Regions from separate parts of the Sus scrofa genome. Here all the other regions are linked to region 1. A link is a contact called in public Hi-C and HiChIP or PLAC-seq data. All regions are on one chromosome and are shown on one strand. Each heading gives the region's core, a stretch centred on a gene start, on an enhancer-like site or on the middle of the called end of the contact. The rest is flanking DNA. Distances are from core to core; before and after follow the strand shown.

Region 1 (3,919 bases), core at 1,052-3,551:
AGTTATCTCATCAGGGCTATAAGATGAGAAGAATATAGTCTGGGGCTATAACATGAGGCAAAGAAGCTCATAACTAAACTGGTGTTGGTTGTATTTAAGATCATATTTTATCCTGTCGGTTTTCGACAGTGCTTGCAATTTCTCCCTCAATAAGCAAAGATGACTTAGATCAGTGGCCTGATGAATAAGCATGAAAATTTGATTTAGAAAAGGAGAATATCCTGAAGCTCACAGAGAGAAAAAAGGATCTCCAACCCCCCACCATACACACTTTAAATGACAAAGCAAAGCAACAGCATTGTCTTTAAAGAACATCTTTCAGTGCAATCAATATCAATGCTCCCCAATGTTAGGTGGGAAGAATAATTTAGAAAGAAAAAAAAGGAGCCCTTTAAAAAATAGAAGGAGTGAATGAAACATTTTTTAAAATATCATTAATCCTTTATATTATCTTGAGGCAGATAACTCCCTCCCCCCTCCAAAAAAAAAAACCCCCAAAACCCAAAACAACAACAAAAACCAGTGTGAAGGGGAAACATGCTTTGGAAGAAAAAGATGAGGACTCCTGTGGAAGGCCGGATAAAAAGTGTGAGCAGTCTGACACCCTACCTTGGATTAAACGATCCAGCCCTCCAGACCCATTAGCAAGAGTGGAGAAGGACAAAGAACTGTGAAGTGGAGGGACAGATTTCCAGTAAACCGGTAATAGAAAATAAATAAAAGAAAAACAGAGGAAGCCAAAGTCTCCCTGAAAGGGAACCCAATTAACTGCCTTTGATTTCAGGATCGCTTTTTTGTTTGTTTGTTTGTTTGTTTTTGTTTTTTCTTGCTGGAGAAGAGGCTCACCGTGGGCAGCAGAAGCAGCAAAAGCAGCAACTTTTGCAAACATGCATCCCAATCAGAAATCCCTCAGGGCTCCAGCGCCTGGAACTGAGCTGACAGAAGGAAAGGGCTCCGCCAGGAGTAACGTTTTCTAAGGCGTAAGATTGCTTTGTGCGTGAGTGTGTGAGAGAGAGAGGGAGACAGAGAGGGAGAAGCAGATTTTTCCTTTCTCAACATTGTCATTTTCCTGCATGGGAATTCAGGATATTCCTCGCTGTCCAGCGAGAAGGGAGAGCGGCCCCCCTCCCTCCTAACTTCTGATCTCGTCGGGAGTAAGCAGGGCGCGCGCGCGAGCGCCCATTGCCTTCAGCAGGGCGAAGATTTGACCGGGAACAAAAGAACGCTTGCCAATCGGAAAACGCTACCCGAAAACAGGATAACTTCTCTTTGTGTTTTGAAAACTAATTAGCAAATGCCCTTGGTTTCTAATACCCATTTAAACTTTTCAACGCATATTCCAAGGATCAAATCATTGCTTCTGCGACAAAGATGGGATCCCAACACGCCGCAGAACTAAGAAAAAGAGGATAAATACTCTCTCTAAACCGTACAGTGTTCCTGGGCACTCGGGTCGCAGGTTTTTTGTTTTTAATAGCCATTTCCCCCAACACTGTTTTCTTATGGCTCCATTAAAGCTATACCAGATCGCTAGACCCTGGGCCGTGCTCGCGGGCAGGGTGACTTGGGGTCGGGGTCCCCAGCGCCCGCGGCTCCCCAACCCTCTCCCCTCCAAGGGGTCTGCACTTCCTCCCGCCTTACGTCGGCCCCTTCGCCCGACTCCAATTTCTTCGCGGTCGCGGCCCCTCCTCCTTTTTACAACTGGGAGCGGGGATGAGAGGGGATTGTGGCCTCACGTGGTCTGTTAGAGTCGGGGGAGAGAAAAGCAATCCGCGATGCGCACCCTTTTCTGGCCCCATAGTGAACCCTTCATTTAGGACCCCGCTACCCAAAAGTCCCCCGCCAAGCCCAGCATTTTCAGCTCGGGGAGGGCTAACGTGACTCCGAGTCACGTCCCTATCTGCCGTGGCGCTGCTCTATTCTCAGCTTCTCCCCGTAAACTTCCCCCGTGCGCCCTTCTATTCAGGAATGTGTATTTTAGAGTACCCGGAAGAGGAACAAATCTTTCAAGCAAATTCCCTTTCTGGTGCGTTCCCCCCTCCGCTCCCCCCAGCGAATTCACGGTAAAAGTTTTTCTTAACTTTTCCCTCCCAGCCCCCGCCCCTCCCCTCAGGAATCCGCCCAGAGCGCTGCAGACTGTGCCTCTCGGGTTCCCTCGCCCGCCCCTTCCGACTTCCACCCAATCCGGAGGCGACCACACAGAAAACAAAGGCTGCCATTGGGCGGTCTTGGAGCTCCAGGGCCCGCCCCCGGAGTGGTTTGTGAATGGGGGGAGGGGAGAGGGCGGGGCGGCCCGGAATCCTGCGAGCGCGACGCTTCTTCTGCGGAGTTGCTGGGCTCCGAGACGTTACTCTGCGCTCCCTCCCGGCGGGCGGCGGCGGCGGCGGGCGCCGCGACTCACCGGCCGGGGCTGCGCGGGACTGGAGAGGCCAGGCCCAGGCCGCGAGCACGGGGGCCTCATAGCTTTGGACGCAGTGTGACTGGATTTCTTCAAAGAACTCGCAGAGCTCTTGGCTCCAAGACGCCGATAGGACTCAGAACGAGAATCAACCGTTTGGCTGAAACTTGGGGACAAGCTTTTGGGGCTGAAAAAGGAGCAGGGAGTGGAGAAGAAGGCGGCGGAGAAGGAGGTGGCGGCGAACTGAGCCTCGAGGCAAGGAGGCGGAGCAGCACCGCAGAGGCGGCGGCCTTGGCTAGCAAGCCGCGGCGCCGGGCTCTCGCTCGCCGGGGGCCCAGACGCAAGCGGGGGGCGCGCGCGTTACTGTGCGCTGTGAGTCAAGAGACTTGGGCAAACTTTGAAGGGTAACCGGAGACGCTTGTTGCTCTTCGCCGCAGAAAGAGCCGCACCGTTACGTCCCGGCGCGAGGAAAAGGCGTCTCCCCCCCATCGGCGCCCCCGGCCCAGGCAGACGTGTTTGGGCCCCCGGCGGCTGCGCGAGTGCTGGGCGGAGGCGGCGGCGGCGACGGCGCCCTTGCGGCGCGAGCACCCTAGCTACAGCGCCCTCGGCTCCGCACCGCCCACGGCCCGGCCCCGGCGCCGGGAGGACTCTCATGCGCCCGGCGCGGCGGCGCCTGCCGGGATCCCAGCCTCTCCTGGCTGTCTTGTCGCGTTTCTTGGGCTGAGAGCGCCGCTGCACCCGCGGCCGGCGATGCGGGGCCCCCGCACGGCAGCGTCGCCCTCGCCTCTGGGCCTGTGCACCATGGTGCTTGCAGTGCTGGGCGCACTGCCCGCGGGCGCCGGGGCGCAGCCGTACCACGGCGAGAAGGGCATCTCAGTGCCGGACCACGGCTTCTGCCAGCCTATTTCCATCCCTCTGTGCACGGACATCGCCTACAACCAGACCATCCTGCCCAACCTGCTGGGTCACACGAACCAAGAAGATGCGGGCCTCGAGGTGCACCAGTTCTACCCGCTGGTGAAGGTGCAGTGTTCTCCCGAGCTGCGCTTCTTCCTGTGCTCCATGTACGCACCCGTGTGCACCGTGCTCGATAAGGCCATCCCGCCGTGCCGTTCTCTGTGCGAGCGTGCCCGCCAGGGGTGTGAGGCGCTCATGAACAAGTTCGGCTTCCAATGGCCCGAGCGGCTGCGTTGCGAGAACTTCCCTGTGCACGGCGCCGGCGAGATCTGCGTGGGCCAGAACACGTCCGACGGCTCCGGGGGCCCAGGCGGCGGGCCCACCGCCTATCCTACAGCGCCCTACATGCCCGACCTGCCCTTCACCGCGCTGCCCCCGGGAGCCGCTGACGGCAGGGGCCGCTCGGCCTTCCCCTTCTCGTGCCCCCGCCAGCTCAAGGTGCCCCCCTACCTGGGCTACCGCTTCCTGGGCGAGCGCGACTGCGGCGCCCCCTGCGAGCCGGGCCGCGCCAACGGCCTCATGTACTTTAAGGAGGAGGAGAGGCGCTTCGCCCGCCTCTGGGTG
Region 2 (3,919 bases), core at 936-3,435, 100 kb after region 1:
TTCAACCCCTAGCCTGGGAACCTCCATATGCCTCTGGCTCAGCCCTAAAAAAGAAGAAAGAAAGGAGAAAAATGCCTTATCTGGATGGATTAAGAATATCTATTAGTGGTTCAAGGACATATGTTCACAAATATTTATAAACATGTTTCTTTAGTTGAAGCTTTGAGGCTGGCACTGTCCTCAGATTCACTCTAGAGAGATAACTTAGGGGAATTTCTAGAGCTTCCCAGGTCTCAGAGAAGCTGGGGCAGAAGCAGCACAGCCCAGGGCTCTCCCTGCCCTGCCACAGCCTGGATGCAGAGCGGGGCTGTGCAGGAGGGACAGGCATGGTCTCTATGTCTCCCTAATCTCCAACTTCCTGGCTTTCTCCTCTTCCCTCACACTCATTAAAAAACAATAATATTATAAGCAGTTTTGTTTTCCCGTATGCGCCTAGAGAAGTTCTGAGGAAGTACCTGAACTCTCACTGTTGAATCCCTGGCCAGGGTCAGGCCTCCCCTGAGGTAAAACATGGCAGAGCCCACACTTCCTGCCACTGAGGAACCACAGAAGCAATATTTACAATTTTTTTTTTTAACATACCTGCTTTGAAGACACTCTTTCTAAGGGATCTAGAAGGTTTTCTTTTTCAAGAGAGTCTGTGACTGAGGAAAATACACTGTGCTATATTTCAATAATTCCACAACTCCAAAGGCCTTGAGAATACCTCCTATACCCTAAACACTCCAAATTCACACAGCCTCATGGTTGTATTTTAAGAGACCTCATATCACCTGCAATGAAAGAGTGGCTCCGTCATGTCAAATTAAGTCCTAGACTGAATTATTACCCTTGCAGTCAAAAACAGGACCACTAGACCGAGGGTCCTAAACTCTAGTCTCCTCATTTCCCCTGTGAGGCTGCACAAACCAGCTCGCTCTGAGAATTGCCTGTGCCTGGGAGTTCCCATCTGGGTGCAGTGAAAACGAATCCCACCTAGGAACCATGAGGTGGCAGGTTCGATCCCTGGCCTTGCTCAGTGGGTGAAGGATCCCACATTGTGGTGAGCTGTGGTGTAAGTCAAAGATGCGGCTGGGATCTGGCCTTACTGTGGCTGTGGTGTAGGCCAGCAGCTGTAGCTCCGATTAGACCCCTAGCCTGGGAACCTCCATATGCCATGGGTGTGACCCTAAAAAGCAAAAAAAAAAAAAAAAGAGAGAGAGAGAGAGAATTGCCTGTGCCTCCTTTGTGAGAGGAGGGGGCTGTTCCCACCAGAACCAGCTGATTTGTTCAAGCAAGTTTTATTTCCTTTAGAAGTAGCCCCCTGTGAGTCCCCCTGTGAGTCCCCCTGTGGCACAGTGGGTTAAGGATCCCGCGTTGTCACTGCAGTTGCTGGCGTTTTGCCGCTGCGCGGGTGGGAATCCCCAGCCGCGGAACTGCCACATGCCTCTGGCCCGGCCAAAGGAAAAAGGAAAAAAAAGAAGACGCCCCACTAAAGGAAAGTTATTTGAGGAAAAGTCTCGGACGCCCCACTAGCCCCCAAACGCGAAGAAAATGAGGGTGGGGCGCCTTAGGGGAGGGGAGTGTCTTCTGCGCCTCCCCCACCCCCGTACTTTTGGAGGCTAATGGCTCTTTATTAATCACTTCAATTTTAACTACTTCCTCAACCTACTCTATGTAAATGACTAATTTCATGTTTACTATAAATCATCTGGAAAAGATTTAGAGACAAATTTCTGCCCAGCAGATTTCGGTTACGTACCTTGATGAGCCACTGGCAAATTCAGTGAATCCCTCCCTCTGTCGCCTTTCCACTCTGCGGCAGGCTAGGGGGTCACACAAAATTGATCTCTATCAGCATCAGGGGTTTCTGCTCGCCTGGCCTTTAACTGCCCCCTAATTCACCCCCTCCCTCCCTTCCCTGGGGTCGGACCACATTAGGAGTTTAGTCACAAAATACTTTTACTTTTTTTTTTTTATCAGTGTGTTAGCTTCGAGTGAAAACACAAAACCAAAATAGCAACTACCCCCCACCAAGGGTGGACTATTTTGGCATCACCACGCTTTCACGAGAAGTCACATACCTCGATTTGGAAAGCAATTTCTGACGGGCGGGTGAGAGTGAAAGCCAGCGGGTGCTTTGCAGACGTGACCGGGTTCCCGGATTTACCCAGTTCTGGAGGCTGCCTCTGGTGCCCCCTACTGGTTGGAGTTTTTAAACCCTCGGCTGTGCGTTTCCCGAGCCGCGGTCCGCGCCGGGGCCGCGAGCAGGAGGGATCCCGTCTTCCGCCTCCGGCACGCGGGCGGGCAACCGGTGGGACTCGCCGCCGAGGCACCTCCTCCACCCCTGGTGGAGAATGCGGACCTGGGCGGTAAAACCAAAACCAGAAATGAGTAGCGACTGGCGACAACGTCCTAGGAGTCGCAGGAGGGGGTTGAGTTGGGGAAAGAGGGGGAAGAAACCTACTAGGAGAAACGAGGAGATGAAAAGAGAAATGAAAAAAGAAAAAGGAGACAAGCAGACGTGTTTCAACTCCAAGCTCCCATTTCCTCTTTCAAATGAACTGCCTCCCCACTGTGAACAGAATCAAGTATTTATGAAGGCATTTTTTGCATATTAATAGCTGCATGTGGAGCTTTGCCAGTTCTGAAGTCCTAAAGGTATGGTGCCCTTTTTTGAATGCAGGTCCTCCACGCTCCTCACAGAATTTGGTATTCTCCTTCACATAGATTTTCCTTTTTGCCTTGTGGCTCCTCCTAAGGTCTTTCATTTGATTAAGGGAAATTAGTTCCCGGGATACGGTCAGAGTCCAAGCCCTGCTCTTAGCTCGGTGGCTGACATCAATCACTAGAGAAGCTTTTCCTCTTCCCCAGGGCCTCTCTATGTAGAGGCCAAAGGTTGCGTGAGGTTACTAGCACCTAAAAAGAGCATTAAAATTGTAAATGAAAATTCCAGCAGGAGTGTTAATATATCTATCGTGAGTGAGGAGAAAGTAAAACTTTTAAAAAAGGAAGAAAAATAATTGCATTAACTGCAACAGCATGACTAGCTATGCTCGGTAAAGATTATGAGCGATTTTAAAAGGAAAACATTGAAAACCAGTTAGAAAAAGAAGCAGGAGACATAAACAATTCATGTCAAAAATAATAGAGAACAAACAAGATTCATCCTGAATAGCAAATTTTTTGTCTGAGTAGCAGTTTAAATTGAGGCAAACTGAAAAAATAAATAAATAAATAAATTGAGGCAAACTGGAGGTGCCATTTTTATTTGAGATTTGAGATTTGTGCCTTCTCTCACCTTTTTTTTAATGGTAACACTCAGTACTGCTGAGGTATTGGTAAAACTGATACACTTAACACACTTCCAATGGGTTGTAGTTTGGTTCAATTCGCTTGTAAATCAAAATGGCAGTATGACTTGTGAAACATGGAAAATTTTCATATCCATTGATTCAGTATTTCTGACTTCTGGGGATTTATCCTAAGGAAATAGCTGAGCAGAAAAAAAAAAAAAAATGGGTGAAGGTGGCCATTGCAGCACTATCTGTAATACAAAAAAATTGGAAACAGCCAGAGACGTTATTAAATTAATTGTGTGGGATTTAATTCAGGCATTAAAAAATAATGTTTGTTTTTCCTAGAAGCTTTGATTTAATACAAAAGGTTTAACACAGAGTTTTTCAACTTCAACACCATTGCCAGATAGTCTTTGTTGTGGGAGCTTTCTCATGCATTGTAGGATGCTAAGCAGCATCCCAACTCTCTACCCACTAGATGCCAGTAGCGCGAGCGCGCACGTGGCGCGCGCGCGCGCGCGCACACACACACACACACACACACACACACACACACGGCCACTAGTGACAGTCAAAAAGTGTCTCCAGTCCATGCCAAATGTCCCCTGGAAGGCAAAAATCACACACATCCCAGCCCCAAC
Region 3 (3,919 bases), core at 433-2,932, 77 kb after region 1:
TCAAGGGCCAGACTGCATACACCTGGAGGACAGGACTCCCTCTCCTTCACACAAGGTGTCCCCGCCAGCCTCACCATGTCCCTGTAGGGCTGCCTGAGGCCCACAGATCCCCCTTTCCTAGATTCACAAAAGGCATAACATAGGCTAGTGCCGATCCCACCTTGTTTACCCCACACTGACTCCAGGTGATGAGGCCTAAATGATGGCTAGGAGCTCCCCAACCCCAGAGGTCAGGCTGACCCTGTACCCCAGCTGGTACCTGAGCACATCTGCATCTGCCCTCTGGGGTTTCAGGGGCACAGTCCCCTAAAATCGTGCTAACACTGCCCATGCTTGTGCTTCTTTTCAAGAAAATTCCGGACACTTCTTGCTGGGCCCAGATGGAGAAAGCATCTACCTGTCCCCCCCAGGGCCTTCCCAAACTGAGCAGCTTCTGTTGGGTAAAGGTAAGATGATACACCCCAGGTCAGCCTCCTTTTCTTAGGGGAAGCTTTTACCTGCAGCTTCCAAAACTTCCCAGCAGCAGAGACATCATTAAAAACAGACACAAGTCAGCCAGTTTCTCCCCTCTTGCTGACACAGAGGTGCTTCTGTAGCTCAGATACAATAACCCAATGTTTGCATAACAAGTTTGCTCTTGCTGGAGCATCTGGGGAGAGACGTTCCCGTGGAATAGCTTGGAGAAGGCCTAATGTGCTGTGTTGATGCCTTGATGAGGATGATAAAGCCCTTTTGGTATTTGCCCAAACTAAACACTGCCTTTTCTCTTCTTTCCAACCACCCTCCAGAGGTGGAGGTGGCTAATTGGTAATCCAATCAGGTCTCCTTGTTATGTGCGTTGGTTCATTGCTGCGAATCCTCTGGCTCCTGACAGCTATCAAGGCAGTTTCCAAAAACCCTTCTGGCATGTTCACTTTTCAGAAAAGAGATGCTGGCTCTGGGCAATAACCATCTTGCAAAAGAAGAGAAAAAAAAATGAAGTCAGAGGGCAATGAATGTCAACCACCCAGGTACCGTCATGAGGTGTGTGTGAGCCGTACAGCCAGCAGACCTCTTGACGAGGGAGATTAAAATCTGCGCTGGTGTGGTGGGTTATGTCATGACTGCCTTAACAAAAAGAGCATGGATTCGGAGCCAGGAGATCTGAGTAGCCCTGGCTTGTCCTTGCCCTATGCTGTCAGATGACTTTGGGTCAATCCTCCCCTGTATCCAAGGTTCCTAAGGGGATCAGCTCCCCCACCAGCAGCTGGCAGGTTCCACATTGCTGCCTTTTATGTGTTGTGTCCGTTGCTGTGGAAGTAGCCACCTAGCACATGGGTTTCCAGAAACTAGAATGCCTTCGGCTCCAAAGTCAGCATTAAAGAACTCCTATCTCCACTCGGGCTGTTCTGTGATAGGAGTCTAAAAATAACTCGGTTCTGAACTGGGGGAAGCAGGAGATAGACAGGTGGAGGCCACTGTCAGCGCAACACAGCTGGTCCAACAGCTGGAACACAAATATGATTCTGTTCACCTGCTGCACATTTGTCCGTTCTGTTTCTAGAGAAGTAGCTCCCCTTTTGGCAAAGTAAAAGCCAGAAGCAGAAAAGGAAATATTTAGGTTACATATTTAAGTTTGTTGTCATTGTCGTCAGTGTCATGTTTCGGTCATTTCAGTGTCCCCAGCGCTCAGCAGAGTCCCTGACACATACGTAGCAGGATCACAATAAATGTTCACTGAAAACTCTTTCAATAATTTCCAAACAAAAGGAAGAAAAAGCAAAAAATGAAATTCATGCTGAATAAATTGAGACTTGCCTAGTCCCATGAGCAATGTTTTGAATCCCACTCACATTCACTGTGAGCTTGTTGAATAAACGAATAACTGAATCTTCAGTCATTCAGTCTGCCAGCAACTGGCCTCTCTCTAGGCTGCCCTCCATTTACAGCTGCTGGACTGCCATATACAGCTGCTGGACCTCCAGTCTTGATGATAATTGGATGGGACCCTAGAAGGCAGACAGTCTTAAACCCACATCTCCCTACAAGGGCCCATAGAACAGATCCAGCTTCCTAAGGTCTCTACTAATGGGAAAGGCTTGTTTTGTTTTGAGAAGCAGTATACTGGAAAAAAAAAAAAATTTCAACTCCTGCAAAGCATTTGCTGCAACCACACCAGAATCTTTGCAGCTATTTATTTGACGAGGAAACCTCCAGTCTTCCTTCTCTTATCTCCCAGACTTTGCCCACATTGCCCTCAAATATTTAGAATGGTTTTAAGTTCCAGGGGAAAGCTCATCTTTTCTGGGACATTTTCCTAATAAATCCACCTCATCTCACTGCCCCATGTAGCTTCCGCCCATTCCTCTCTCTCAATCCCACTTTTATGATTATTATGTTTATCTGCATCTGTTTTCTGTTCAGTTCCAAAATATATTAGAAGAGCCCCGGAGAGCCTCTTATCTTTGTCATATGTCCAAGAAATGAGTGTTGATTGACAGAATACCCCAGCTGCTACAAAGGAAAGCTTTTTGAGGATCATAGTTTTTTTTTTTTTTTTTTAATTTAAAAAAAACCTTGGTAAAGGAAGGAATATGATCTGTCTGATCCTTCTGAGACTTTCAGACTCTGTCAACATCTATTTGGAAATAAATTCTTAAGCAATTAGATCATGATATCTTGCTTTCAGATAGCATAGAGAAATGAGTATAAACCTTCAGAAGGGAAAAAAAAAAAAGATGTGAAGACTTAAGCTGGAATTTGACCCTCTTGGTTGTGTTGGGATATTGCAACACTTAGAAAATTCAAAAAACTTAACCTGGGAGGATACAAGTCAAAACATTTATATGCTCTCCAAATTGCTTATCCTTTTTTTTCTTTTTTCTTTTTCTTTTTTTTTTTTTTTTTTTTTTTTTTTTTTTGTCTTTTAGGGCCGCACCTGTGGCATATGGAGGTTCCCAGGCTAGGGGTCCAAATGGAGCTGTAGCCGCTGGCCTAAGCCGGAGCCACAGCAACTCAGGATCCAAGCCATGTCTGCGACCTACAGCACAGCTCACAGCAACACCAGATCCTTAACCCACTGATCGAGGCCAGGGATCAAGCCCACGTCCTCATGGATGCGGGTGGGGTTCATTAACCACTGAGCCACAACAGGAACTCCCAAATTGCTTATCCTTGATTCAAATCCTTTACCTACTCTCCTAGTCATGGTGGCAGCAACAGAAGTTCTCTTTCAGAAGTTCTTTTATTCACAAGTTTATTACTGCAACAAGTTCAAGGATGTCTGTGCCAATTGTGGGACTCCAGGTCCCATGCGAATTTAAATTCTTCACCTCTTTCAGAGTTTCCAGTTGACCCTTGCTCTTTCCTACATGGATTTTTACTCCCAAAATATGTCTTGCTTTTTAGTCATTTATTGGCATCATTCTCTCTTGCAACTCTTTCTTGGTGTGGTGGTTTTGTTTGTTTGTTCGTCTGTTTGTTTTTTGTCTTTTTGCCTTTTCTAGGGCCGAAGCATATGGAGGTTCCCAGGCTAGGGGTCTAATTGGAGCTGTAGCCGCCGGCCTACACCACAGCCACAGCAATGCAGGATCCAAACCATGTCTGCAACCCACACCATAGCTCACAGCAAGGCCAGATCCTCAACCCACTGAGCAAGGCCAGAGATCGAACCCGAAACCTCATGGTTCCTAGCCAGATTCGTTAGCCACTGCGCCACGATGGGAACTCTGAGGTGTGCTGGTTTTAAAATGTGTCTATGAACTCTCTGACTTTCATTCCTTCAAAGGGAGAAGCCCAATTCTCCTCCTCTGGAATATGGGCTGGACATAGCAGCTCTATATTTACTTCTAATAAATATAGAATATGACAGAAGTGATAGTGTGTGACTTCTAAGACTGATGAGCTATGATAAGAGGAGATGGTCCAGGCGGAATAAAAT

What was found. Hi-C and Micro-C count contacts between places; a contact is called where the count stands out from the background. HiChIP or PLAC-seq counts read pairs in DNA pulled down with a chosen protein or histone mark.
Region 2: a Hi-C map of embryonic fibroblasts shows a contact between it and region 1, with 2.2 times the contacts expected there. The contact joins the enhancer-like site here to the promoter of FZD7 in region 1. A contact is called at or near these places in 1 of 5 promoter capture datasets (liver), 21 of 47 Hi-C or Micro-C datasets (alveolar macrophages, brain, embryonic fibroblasts and 13 more) and 1 of 2 datasets of contacts at active chromatin or transcription factors (skeletal muscle).
Region 3: an H3K27ac HiChIP or PLAC-seq map of skeletal muscle shows a contact between it and region 1. The contact joins the enhancer-like site here to the promoter of FZD7 in region 1. A contact is called at or near these places in 7 of 47 Hi-C or Micro-C datasets (embryonic fibroblasts, epiblast stem cells, fetal heart ventricle and 4 more) and 1 of 2 datasets of contacts at active chromatin or transcription factors (skeletal muscle).

The regions. Positions count from the first base shown.
Region 1 is chr15:105,641,863-105,645,781 of Sscrofa11.1, forward strand. FZD7 (frizzled-7) reads left to right here and starts at 2,302. Exons shown (of 1, transcript XM_013984388.2): 1 at 2,302-3,919. The coding sequence starts at 3,149.
Region 2 is chr15:105,741,711-105,745,629 of Sscrofa11.1, forward strand. All of the region lies in intron 13 of KIAA2012, which reads left to right. Among named protein-coding and RNA genes, the nearest start is that of KIAA2012, 62 kb to the left of the region's middle. Within about 2 kb of position 2,186, at least 31 of the 83 cell types and tissues checked have an H3K27ac peak or open chromatin away from gene starts, as enhancers often do. A contact at or near this core is called in embryonic fibroblasts, epiblast stem cells, fetal liver and 4 more, where this site is marked.
Region 3 is chr15:105,719,794-105,723,712 of Sscrofa11.1, forward strand. KIAA2012 reads left to right here. Exons shown (of 23, transcript XM_005672082.3): 11 at 351-446. Among named protein-coding and RNA genes, the nearest start is that of KIAA2012, 41 kb to the left of the region's middle. Within about 2 kb of position 1,683, at least 8 of the 83 cell types and tissues checked have an H3K27ac peak or open chromatin away from gene starts, as enhancers often do. A contact at or near this core is called in fetal skeletal muscle, omental adipose tissue and skeletal muscle, where this site is marked.